Regions from separate parts of the Mus musculus genome. Here all the other regions are linked to region 1. The links are chromatin contacts, called in public HiChIP or PLAC-seq maps. All regions are on one chromosome and are shown on one strand. The core of a region is the stretch at or near the end of the contact, and the rest is flanking DNA. Distances in the headings are between cores, read along the strand shown. Region 1 holds the start of Ttc9 (tetratricopeptide repeat domain 9). Region 2 overlaps Map3k9 (mitogen-activated protein kinase kinase kinase 9). Region 3 holds the start of Pcnx (pecanex homolog).

The links. HiChIP or PLAC-seq counts read pairs in DNA pulled down with a chosen protein or histone mark.
Region 2: an H3K27ac HiChIP or PLAC-seq map of oligodendrocyte precursor cells shows a contact between it and region 1, with 3 times the contacts expected there. The contact joins the enhancer-like site here to the promoter of Ttc9 in region 1. A contact is called at or near these places in 9 of 484 Hi-C or Micro-C datasets (the AML12 cell line, the G1E-ER4 cell line, arterial endothelial cells and 5 more), 19 of 115 datasets of contacts at active chromatin or transcription factors (acute myeloid leukemia, bone marrow-derived macrophages, embryonic forebrain and 9 more) and 2 of 9 other capture datasets (adipose tissue and liver).
Region 3: a contact with region 1 is called in an H3K4me3 HiChIP or PLAC-seq map of embryonic stem cells, with 28 read pairs. The contact joins the promoter of Pcnx here to the promoter of Ttc9 in region 1. A contact is called at or near these places in 1 of 39 promoter capture datasets (pre-B cells), 9 of 484 Hi-C or Micro-C datasets (the HPC-7 cell line, embryonic limb bud, embryonic stem cells and 3 more) and 4 of 115 datasets of contacts at active chromatin or transcription factors (bone marrow-derived macrophages, embryonic stem cells and stem cell-derived neural progenitor cells).

What each region holds. Positions count from the first base shown.
Region 1 is chr12:81,629,249-81,632,811 of GRCm38.p6, forward strand. It overlaps Ttc9 (tetratricopeptide repeat domain 9), which reads left to right and starts at 2,001. Exons shown (of 3, transcript NM_001033149.3): 1 at 2,001-2,553. The coding sequence starts at 2,157.
Region 2 is chr12:81,768,082-81,771,463 of GRCm38.p6, forward strand. All of the region lies in intron 2 of Map3k9 (mitogen-activated protein kinase kinase kinase 9), which reads right to left. Among named protein-coding and RNA genes, the nearest start is that of Map3k9, 11 kb to the right of the region's middle. Within about 2 kb of position 1,645, at least 3 of the 459 cell types and tissues checked have an H3K27ac peak or open chromatin away from gene starts, as enhancers often do. A contact at or near this core is called in oligodendrocyte precursor cells, where this site is marked.
Region 3 is chr12:81,857,942-81,861,540 of GRCm38.p6, forward strand. It overlaps Pcnx (pecanex homolog), which reads left to right and starts at 2,089. Exons shown (of 36, transcript NM_018814.3): 1 at 2,089-2,583. The coding sequence starts at 2,431.

The sequences.
Region 1 (3,563 bases), core at 751-3,250:
ACATGTGGTATTCAAAATTGGAGTAACTACTTATTTCACTAGATTGTTATGAAGGTTACATGTATGCAAAGTGCTTAACCCAGTCCCTGGTACGATGTAAGCACCAGGTATTTGATATCTACTATTGTTCACTTCATTTAGTATTATCCACAATAGTGCATAACGTAATATAAAAAGCCGTCTGGATACAAAAACAACTGGCTCTGTACTTTAAGGTACATACCTACAATAGACTATTATATAGCCATGAGAATAAGGCATGGGGGCCCAGCTCAGCTGTGGAGCACTTGCTTGCATGAATCCCCAGGTTCAATCCCCAGAACTGCAAGAGGGAAGCACTAAAAGAATATTTAATTCCATGAAACGTGAAAGTTTAAAAAGAAGGAAACAAATTTTAAACATTGACCCATACCGCTTACATTTGTTAAGCAGAAATACAAAACTTTGAGTAAGAGTCTCCGGGTACCCCTATGTATACGCTGAGGCTTTTGTTAACAGTTTTTTATACTTTCCTAAACTTCTAGTGCAGAACAGCGGGTGTGGCCATATTATGTCAATCTTGTTAAAGTGCAACTTCTGGGTCAGTGGGCTGGCAGTCTTGCACCCGGAGCACTTCTTGCAGGCTCATCAGTGATGCTCATTCTGCTGGTCCAAAACCTGAGTAGGAAGTTTTCACAGCACTGTCTCTGAGCTCCTCTTGGAGCTACAGAAGCACCGATTGCTGGATCCAAGGCTAGGGTCCTGTTTTAGACAATCTGGACTATGTCCTTAGAGCTTGCATATAATAATTTCCAGAAGATGTTGATGCTGCGGATCTGGGAAACACCCTTTGAAAATCACATTAAGAGCATCTTTTCGTTCCCTTAATATCACTAAAAATGTATCTATCCTCTTCATTGCCTATAAACCCAAATCCAAATGCTTTATTCAGAAACCCCTGGCATCCCTCTCACTTGGAAAGCCATAAAGTCAAACCTTTAGGCCTTAAATATGTCTGAGGTGTCCAACATTACAGCTCTGAGAGCTTTCTTGCTTTGTCTGGTATTTTACTCCTTCCCTGTGCCCATCCTTTGGGGGGTCTTCAAATGTTATTACCCTGTAAGGAATTCCCAGGGCTCCACAGCGCTTTCTGTGATTGCTAGTGGGAATTGTATCTTCCAGCAGTAAACTGGGTTCTTTTGGTGTGTGTGTGGTGGGGGGGGGGGGGCTGTAACTTGCCTATTTTCATCTGCCTGTGTGTGGCTCAGCCAATCTCCTGCATACAGCTGACACTCTCACTGACAGAGGGAAAGAAAGAAGGAGCCTCCCCAGGAAGGGTGCGTAACTGTCCAGTAATGGAAACTGGAACCCTGTGCCCGCCAAGCCTGATGACCAACAGTAACAGGTGTTTCCATCTCCGCTTCTGTGATTCATTCTGCATAGCTGCGCACGCACATAGCGTAAGCACACACAGTCTCCCGGAATACAACGCCAGGCACGCAGACGTGCACCCGGTGTCCTGGGCGCCCGGGAGACACACCTCAGCGACAACCTGGATCCACAAAAGCGAGGCTCTGCCACCTAAAATAGTAATGTCTTACTGCAAACAAAACAAGCAGTGGCACCTGCTTATTTTCCTTGCTCCCTGGCGCACCTTTCTCTTTAGTCCTAAAGAAAGCTATTGAGGTGACCCCCCCCCCTCCCAGTCCTTCCCATACACACACACCCCTCCCCCATAGCTTCTTTTGGCCACGGCGCGCCTCGGAAGGCTGGATGAATGGGAACCAGGGGGCCCTCTTTGTCGCTAATCTTCCCCTCCTTTGAGCAAGCCCAGCTTCTTCCGGGTCAGCGACAATCACCACCACCCCAGTCGGGCCCGTTGTCCCCTGCACCACGGCCAGGCTCGCACAGGGTCCGGTAGCCCGCGGGGACAGGTTGCGGGAGCAGAAAAGGGCGGGGACGAGGGCGGGCGCCGAGGGAACGGGGGAGGGAGCTGGGAGGGGAGCGATCGCAGGAGGAGGGAGCTGCCTCGGGCGGCTGGCGAAAAGGATGGGAGTGCGGGGCAAGCGCGCGGCGCCCAGGGTAACGGCCGCGGCAGAGTCTGCGGGGCGCGAAGCCAGCGCTCCGCGCTTTTAAAGCCCGGATCGCGACGCGCTCTAGGCGCGGGCGGCGGCCGGATGGAGAGGAAGGGCTTGGCGGCCCGATCCTCGGGGAACCCTAGCCCGCCTGCGCTGGGTGAGGGACCGCGGCCCGTGCCGCCGCCGTGCGTCCCGAGCGGCGGAGGAGCCCCGGAGCGGGGCCAGGCTGGAACGGCGGCCGAGCCCGCGGAGCTTATCCGGCGCGCACACGAGTTCAAGAGCCAAGGGGCGCAGTGCTACAAGGACAAGAAATTCCGCGAAGCCATCGGCAAATACCACCGGGCGTTGCTGGAGCTGAAGGGATTGCTGCCGTCACAAGAGGAGCGGGACGCACGGCCAGCCTCCTCGGCAGGGGTTCCCAAATCCAGCCGCCTCTCAGAGGAGCAGAGCAAGACGGTTGAAGCCATTGAGATCGACTGTTACAACAGCCTGGCAGGTAAGCCGCGCCCCGCCGCACCCCCTCCTCTCCTTCCCCGGGCCTCCAGGGGCCCCGCCCGGCCACGCGTCCCGTCCCCAGCTTTCCCAACCTAGTCTCTCTGGATCCCAGAGCGCCGCTGAGGCACACCGCGGTGCAGACTCCCTCCCGTGACAGTGGTGCTCTGGGGAGATCTGGGAGGGAGGCGCTTGAGAAAAAGTGTGACTTTCAAGATGATGTCTTCCAAAGGCCATAGTCATCTTGAGTCTCTTCCCTTGCAAACATGGTGAATCTTGCCTATAAATGACCGGGCAGACAGAGGGCGACCCAGCGGGCCTGTCAGCGACTGCTACTGCTCACTTGGGTTCAAACTGAAGAGATAGAAGAAGCCAGAGATACCGCACAAGCCATGGGCTCTAAGGCTAGCTCATGCACCTGTCTGTCTCACTCGGGTGTCACTGGCTTTAAAGTTGACCTATGTCTTCCCTTAAGTAACCAGATGGAAACAGGCCTTCCCTCAAGTTCTCCTGCCCCAGTAGCAAAGGGGATTTTTTTTTTTTTTCAGGATGTCCTGAGTAAAATGGATTCCAAAATGCTACTTTCTTCTCTCCGGGTCTTGCTCCAGCAGTCTCAGGGCTCTGAGTTCATGGTTGGTCCTTAGCCCTGCTGAATTCTTAGTCTCCTGCCTAAGGCTCTTCTGTTGGGCTGAAGGTGTACTTCCATGGTGTGCTTTAGGGATGAGGCTAAGTGTGTGTGTGTGTGTGTGTGTGTGTGTGTGTGTGTGTGTGTGTGTGCATTATAGAAAATGTAAAGTCTGTAAAAAAGGAAAACGCTGAGGCTTTCGAAGGACTTCCTGCGAAATGTGGCAAACAGCGATATAAACAACTGCCTTACAGTGACGCAACCACCCTCTACTTTTCCCACCTAGTGTGTATGGTTTGGGGCACAGTCAAGCCTCTCTCTGTTAGAATAAAAGGCATTTCTTCATTTCTAACCTTGAAAGTTGCTTGAACTAAGTATGGCCTGTTAGG
Region 2 (3,382 bases), core at 395-2,894, 140 kb after region 1:
CTCCCAAGAGAGTGTGGTTTCTTATTTACTCAGCTACAGGAATTCTGCTTTGTTTGATATTGTTTTTTTTCAAGACACAGTTTCTCTGTGTAGCCTTGGCTGTCCTGGAACTCTCTCTAGTAAACTAGGCTGGCCTTGAACTCAGAGATCCACTTGCTTCTGCCCCCCAAGTGCTGGGATTAAAGGCATGTGCCACCATCACCAGGCATTTAGTCCCCATCCTCTTACAGGCAAGTGTGAGGCCACACTGAACCTGTCCAGGGTGCCTGAGCCTTACCTGCTCCATCTACAGGTACGAATGTTACCTATCAGAAATATAGGAAAATGCTGGAGTCAAGTATAGTGGATCAGCCAGCAAACTCTCAGCCATAGAAAGTCCTACACAAATTCAGGCAGAGATTTTGACTAATGTCTAGCCCAGGTCCACTCCAGGGTGAGGCCACGGAGAAGACAGCTGTTGAGTTCCCATGCTGTAAGAAAACTCTTCAGCTTCCTGAGCTTTTGAACGCTAAGAGAAGCAGTATGAAACACACATGAACACAGGAGTGTGTGTGTGTGTGTGTGTGTCTGTGTGTGTATGTATGTAGGGACTTTGAAATACTTATCAAGCTCCTCATACTGTCAGCCCTGTTTACATTGTGTAATTTGACTGGCTTCTTCTCTTGCAACTCAAAGTCCATGCACACAGCCCCAATCCTGTGTTCATTTGTATCTCTGTGTCTGTCTCTCTGTTTCTCTCTCCTCTCTCTCTCGATCTCTCTCTCTCTCTCTCTCTCTCTCTGTGTGTGTGTGTGTGTGTGTGTGTGTGTGTGTGTGTGTGTATCTGTCTGTCTCTCTGGGAGTCATTTCTCTCCCTTCACCATGTGGGTCCCAGGACTTGAACTCAGATCATCAAGTGTTGTACCAGGTGTCACTACCTGCTGGACCACCTTACCAGCCACACCCTCTAGCTTACTTTTTATGGAACCAGTCGACTGTGATTTTGCTGAATGCCTTCATGCCAAATCACCTACCACACAAAATCCTCGAACCCATCTACCTACCCCAAAAGACAGGACACCATTAACAGATCACCATTCTCCGGTACCTCTGGTAACAAGTAGCTGGTCTTCCCCAGTGACACAGACCCACGGTTATAGCCAGTGGCTTTTTACAAGTACTAGAAGCACAAGTCATTAACTTGAAAAGATGTCTGTCTCCCATCTCAGGGCCCGGCTAACTTCCTTGACATGATACTAAACAGCTAAGATAAGGGGTGTTTCCGATACAACATCTCCATAGTGAAGGCTGCTGGATGCTGCTTCAATAACCTATGCTCATCTGTGCTAACAGAGCCTGATTATTAGTGGGCAACCTTTCTATTTCCAAGCCCCTTCTTCAGCTAGCACATTCTGGCCAATTAACGTAAGAAAGTGGGTTTAACAAGGGCCTCTGGGAAGCTACTGGGCATGGACTCAGCTGAGGGAGGCAGATTTTTTGTGCTTCCGCCTTTCCTCCTCCTTCGGGCCTGTATCTGGATCAAATAATGGATGCCCTTCATGGCTATCTTGGACCAGAGCAGCCAGAGAGGATGGAAGCCAGGTGCTGGAATGGTACCAATAAGAAATAGGAGCCTGGAGCTCTGCACGCACTGTGCAGCTGCCCTGGAATCCTCAGACTTCTTTTCAAAGGCAAGTGAGGGTGTCTCTCAGTTGCTGTCATTCAGAGCCCAACCTACACCCAATGCCAACTACATACTAGCAAAGAATACTCTACCCCAGACACATCCCACTGCCAGTGATGGCAAATGACTGAAACAGGTGACCAAGAGAGCAAAACATCCTAGTCAGCCACCTTCTCCTGAGACTTCCTAACAATGTGACGGCTCCCACACAGACAGCCATAGTCTGTTCTTGAGTAGATCAAACTCGGCTAACATACACTTTTTGGTATTCTGACCTCATGTGAGCATGACCAAAAACCCAACCCTCTGTAACCCTTAGCAAAAGAAAACAGAAGAGTGCCCCCATGTCTACAGAACAAACGGTCACAATTCCCAAGATGGCGGCAATGAGCCAAATGGTGGCATCCTATTTCTGAAAGGACTGCAGTTGGGGGTTGGGGGGGACAATGATGTTGCCATCGGCTCATGATGCCATCACAATCCCAGGCAAACACCACACACACACAATTCCTGCTCACGTCTAAGATCTTCAGCCTATACCGACATCAGCACCGACAGGGAGATACCATGTTATACCTTGACAAAGTCCTTTAAAATACTACACAGAGAAGAGAAACCCTGAGAGCTCTCCACTTTCAAGGACAGACAGAACCAGTACCCTGGCTTCTGGAAAGCAGACATGCAGTCTCCTGCCCTCTCATGCAAACAGCCTGACTTATTAGCAAGGCAAGGTCTCCTTCCCAGGAGGCTGTATTCACAACAGTAACTGTGTAGAAGGTAAAACCTTATACGTCTAGCTTCAGATCATGGTCAAAGTTTAAACTTGACCAAAAAATTTGTAAGCTTTTACACTTCCACCATCCTGGCCCAGATTTCTCCATGGGACAAATTTTATAGCACTACTGTGCCCTGCCTGGCTCTCGCAGAATGGTAAGGATGTAAGAGAAGTTAAAGAGAACTCAGTCTCTACATCACACTTTCTCCCAATGCATCTGCTGCCTCTTATCCCGCCACGCAAAGCAACCAACCTCTGGGCCGAAATCAATCATCAAAAGTTTCAATTTGGTTGATGCATTTAAAGAACAAAATTTTGGAGAAGGGATGATAAAAACATAAAATCACAGCAAAGAGGGAGAAATGAGATTTTTACCTCGTATAAATCAAATCTTTCATACTCACCATTGAAATCTATACCTAATTGTTCATATTCTCAGAAAAGAAAGTTTTCTATTATTAAGGGGGAAGAGAGTACAGACCAAAAGGATAAAGGAAATAAAGGCCATTTTAAAGCAATTGCAAAGTCTCTCTCTCTATATCTATCTATCTCTATATATATATACATATATATACACACACACACACATATATACACACACACACGTACACATGCTTCTTAAATGTCTGGTAGAATAGGTCAAATGACACACCTGTCCTCAGCTGAGCAGTGGTACATACACCTTTAATGCCAGCACACTGAAGGGAGAGGCAGGCTGATCTTGAGGTCAATCTGGGCTACAAAGCAAGTCCTAGGACAGTCGGGGCTACACAGAGAAGAGAAACCCTGTCTCAAGAAAGAAAGAAAGAGAGAGAGAGAGAGAGAGAGGGAGGGGGAGAGAGAGAGAGAGAGAGAGAGAGAGGGGAAGGGAGGAAGGAAGGAAGGAGAAGAGAAGGAGGGAGGGAGGGAGAAAGGGAGGAAGAAAGAGAAAGGAAGGAAGGAAG
Region 3 (3,599 bases), core at 839-3,338, 230 kb after region 1:
TCAAATCTGGCCTTGTTCTCTTGGGTCACCAGAATTTGCCCAGCACCTAAACTTAAGGCCATGAATTTAGACCTGGAAAACCTTAGCAGCAAGGTTGGGGCCTTGCAATAAGCAACATATTTTTCTCATTCTTGCCATAACATTTCCTTGAGCTTCCAGGCTGCCTTGCAGCTGTGTCGGCTCCTCACATGTTGGAGATCCCTGCTGCCGGCTGCCTTCCTGGCTTGCTGCGGGTTTGGTTCTATATCCACTACGTACTCTTTTCTGGTCCAGCTGGGTCTGCCTCCCACCCCACGGATGAGTCCAGTGCTAGACCCCATTTCTCCCAGTCGGCCTCGCTGTGACAGTCCATCCTTTCATATTAAACCACAGTGGATATTTGTTGGCATGGAAACTAATGTGCTATTGGAATTTTATCCTGGTTTACATCTTCCTTTGTTTTGGAAAGCTTGGGATCGCTTCCAGTTTCTCAAGAGAGCTTTCCTGTCTCCTTCAGGAGACACAAAAGAAAACTCAACCATCTTGTGCCTGTGAATCAAGCCATTAGGTCACTATTTTAATTATAATATTGTATTACTTAATCTTGATTTTGTTTTTAGTCATACATTTAAAATATATGTTGATGTGAATTTATTTACACCCTTTAAAGTGCTTTGAACTTAGATCACTTTGTGATTATACAACGGAAAGTGGTGTTCTTCCTACCTGAAAGGTTCTTACAATCTCTGGAAGGCTTCTTAAAACTTTTTGGTTTTTCCCTAGTCTCTCACCCAGTTTCCCTAGAGAGATAATGTGAGAATTTCCTTTTCTAAGTCATTCTGAGGTGATGCCCCCATCACCTTTGAGAACAGCTGACTATATCCTTAAGCCTGAAGGTCCTGCCTGAGTTCTAACTCCTACCTGAGTGGATATGAAAGGCTCAGTCCATGCTGCTAGGATGAACGCTGACTTCTGAGCACTCCACAGCTTATTACTTATGAGAACCTGGGCAATCACTCTGAGTGGCAGAGCCCTCACTGGTAAAAATAAGGATAGCCCTGGCTGTGTTAAAGGAGCGTTGTGAAGGTTAAGTGGAGCAGGTGTGAGCATAACCAGCTATACAGTGGCATGATACCCAGAGGCACTGCGATGGGTTTTAACCACTTCTTAAAATGTCACCAACTGCTCTGTCTCACTTGCTTTCCTCATTAATTATAGCAACTTTAATCTGGGAAAACAGAGTACGTTTATTGCTACAATAAACTCAACCTTCAAACCCTTAAAAAAAAAAAGCCATCCAGTGAGATCAGACATACTTCAGAAACATTAGACTGGGCCAAGAATGATTCCCAGTTTTCACAGCTATAAAAAGAGAAGTACAAGACCCCATTCAAAGTTTGGGTGGAGTCAGGAATCTTTCAACTCTGCTGAGATTGGCCCATTGATAAAAATGGTTACTAGTTGCACCACATGAAAAAGAAAAGTTGTGGTGCAAGCATAACTTGGTCATGTCATACTTTTGTATCTCTTGCAGCTTGTATTAATTTACACCTATTTGGAAGCAGTAAAGCTTCTAGTTCTTGACGTCGTCGCCCTTTTTCTCACTCAAGCTGCTTCGGGTCCAAAAAAGGGTAACACAGTTCTTTTCAACTCTGCTTTAATTCTTCCAGTCCTGCAGTGTCAAACTCAGACAGTTTACCCCCAAATGTTTTTTACTTGTTTTGTCTTGGGCAATTGCCACAAACGGCAGCCCCTGCAAGGTCTACGAATTCTGGAAGTCTGGAAGTCCGCTCGACTTTAAAGAGCTTGCAGTGGTCGGTCATGCCCGGTGCAGTGCCATCCGGGTTGCAAACTCGGACCCGACCGGATCCCACCCCACCCCACCCCACCCGACCCCACCCCACCCCACCCGACCCCACCCCCATCCCCACCCCGGCCAGATGCTGCTTCTGCAGGCTTCTCCCAACAGGAGGCGCCCGTGCGACCCAGGCGCTGCGCGTACCCGTGGGGACCGCTCCGCGGGTGGAGGGAGCAGGAGGAGGAGCCGGAGGGGGCGCGGCTTCCTCCGCGTCCTGCCGGGCGCCCGCTCGCCTGCTCCGCCGGGCCGAGGCTGGCGGCCGGCGGGGGTCGCGGCGGCGGAGGCGGCGGCGGCGGCGGCAGCGCTGGCGGACTGGGCTCGGGCTCGGAGCTCGAAGACAAGATGGCGGCGGCGCTCAGGAGCCCGGCCTCCTCCTCCTCCTCGCCGCTCTCCGCCCTGCCGCTCGCCGCCTCCTCCTCCGCCGTCTCCTCCTCCTCCTCCTCGTGCAGCAGCACCAGCGAGCGCCGCGGCGCCGGGCCGCTCTCCCGGAGCTCGGGAGGGGGCTAGACCGGTCCGCGGGCGCGCAGGCGACGAGGCCGAAGCTGGGGCCGGGGCGGGGACGGCGGCGGCGGCGGCGGCGACGCCGGGTGGGGATGGGGTCGCAGACGCTGCAGATCCTCCGGCAGGGGGTGTGGGCCGCGCTCAGCGGCGGCTGGTACTACGACCCGCACCAGGCCACCTTCGTGAACGCGCTCCACCTCTACCTGTGGCTCTTTCTGCTCGGCCTGCCCTTCACGCTTTACATGGTGAGTGGGGGCGGGGACGGGGACCCGCAGCGGACGCTCGGCTGTGATCCTCGGGGGCCCGGGGGTCGCGCCCCTGTCCTCCCCGCGTCCCGCGGTCCCGGCGGCGGGCGGACGCTCCCCTCCCCCGCTGGCTCCGCTCCGGGCCCCGGGTTTCCCGTGTTTTCAGCACCTCCCTTCCCGCCGGTCCCCGGCCGGGTCCCGCTTTCCTAGCGCCTCTCGTGCGGGTCTGCGTAACTGGCGCCCCGAGGCCTTCCATCGGGGGTCCCCGGTCGTTCCCCGGGCCTCGGACTATCTACCTCCCGCTCCCCGGGGGCATCCCCGCCCGCACCTCGGCCCCCGGCTGTGTGCGGAGCCCGGGGGAGGCCGTGCGCGCTCCGGCAGAAACGGAGTCGCAGGGTGTCCCGGCTCGTACTCGCTTCCCGTGCTGGGGGAAACCCCCAGCGGGCTCGCGCCTCCGCAAACCGCTGATCGGTTGAGTGCGGGTTCCATTCGGTTCAGCCCCGCGGCGAGGGACCGCGGTGTTGTCAGGCTAGCGCTGCCGGCAGGGAGCGGGGAGATACGAGAGCCTGGCTGGCGTTTGTTTGCGTTGGTTCAAGGCCTTTGACTGGCTGGGAAAAGGAGAGTGCCGCCGCCTGTTGCTTGGTGCTCTCGGTCCAGTTTCTCTGAAGTGTTTTTGGTGTTCCCAGACGGTTTCCTTCTATAGCCAAGGCTGGCCTGAGAGTCACTGTGCAGTCCAGGCCTCAGGAGTGTTTTTAGAGGATGTTTTCCTGAAAGATGTTTGCACATTTCTTAAAAATAAAAAATAAAATAAAAGCACAATTTTAGGTGGCACATTTGAGAAAACAAAGCTTTCAAATTTTAAAGTGATTGGAAGGAAGGATATTAACTTTTATTTTCAGGGAATTTCTGCTAACTTCATGGTTCTTCAGAGGGCTAGAACAAAGGTGCTGGGTTACTAAGTCCCCGAATGGAGAGTATGAGAAGTACCGCGAGTTAGGGCAGCCTATTTGCCTCTT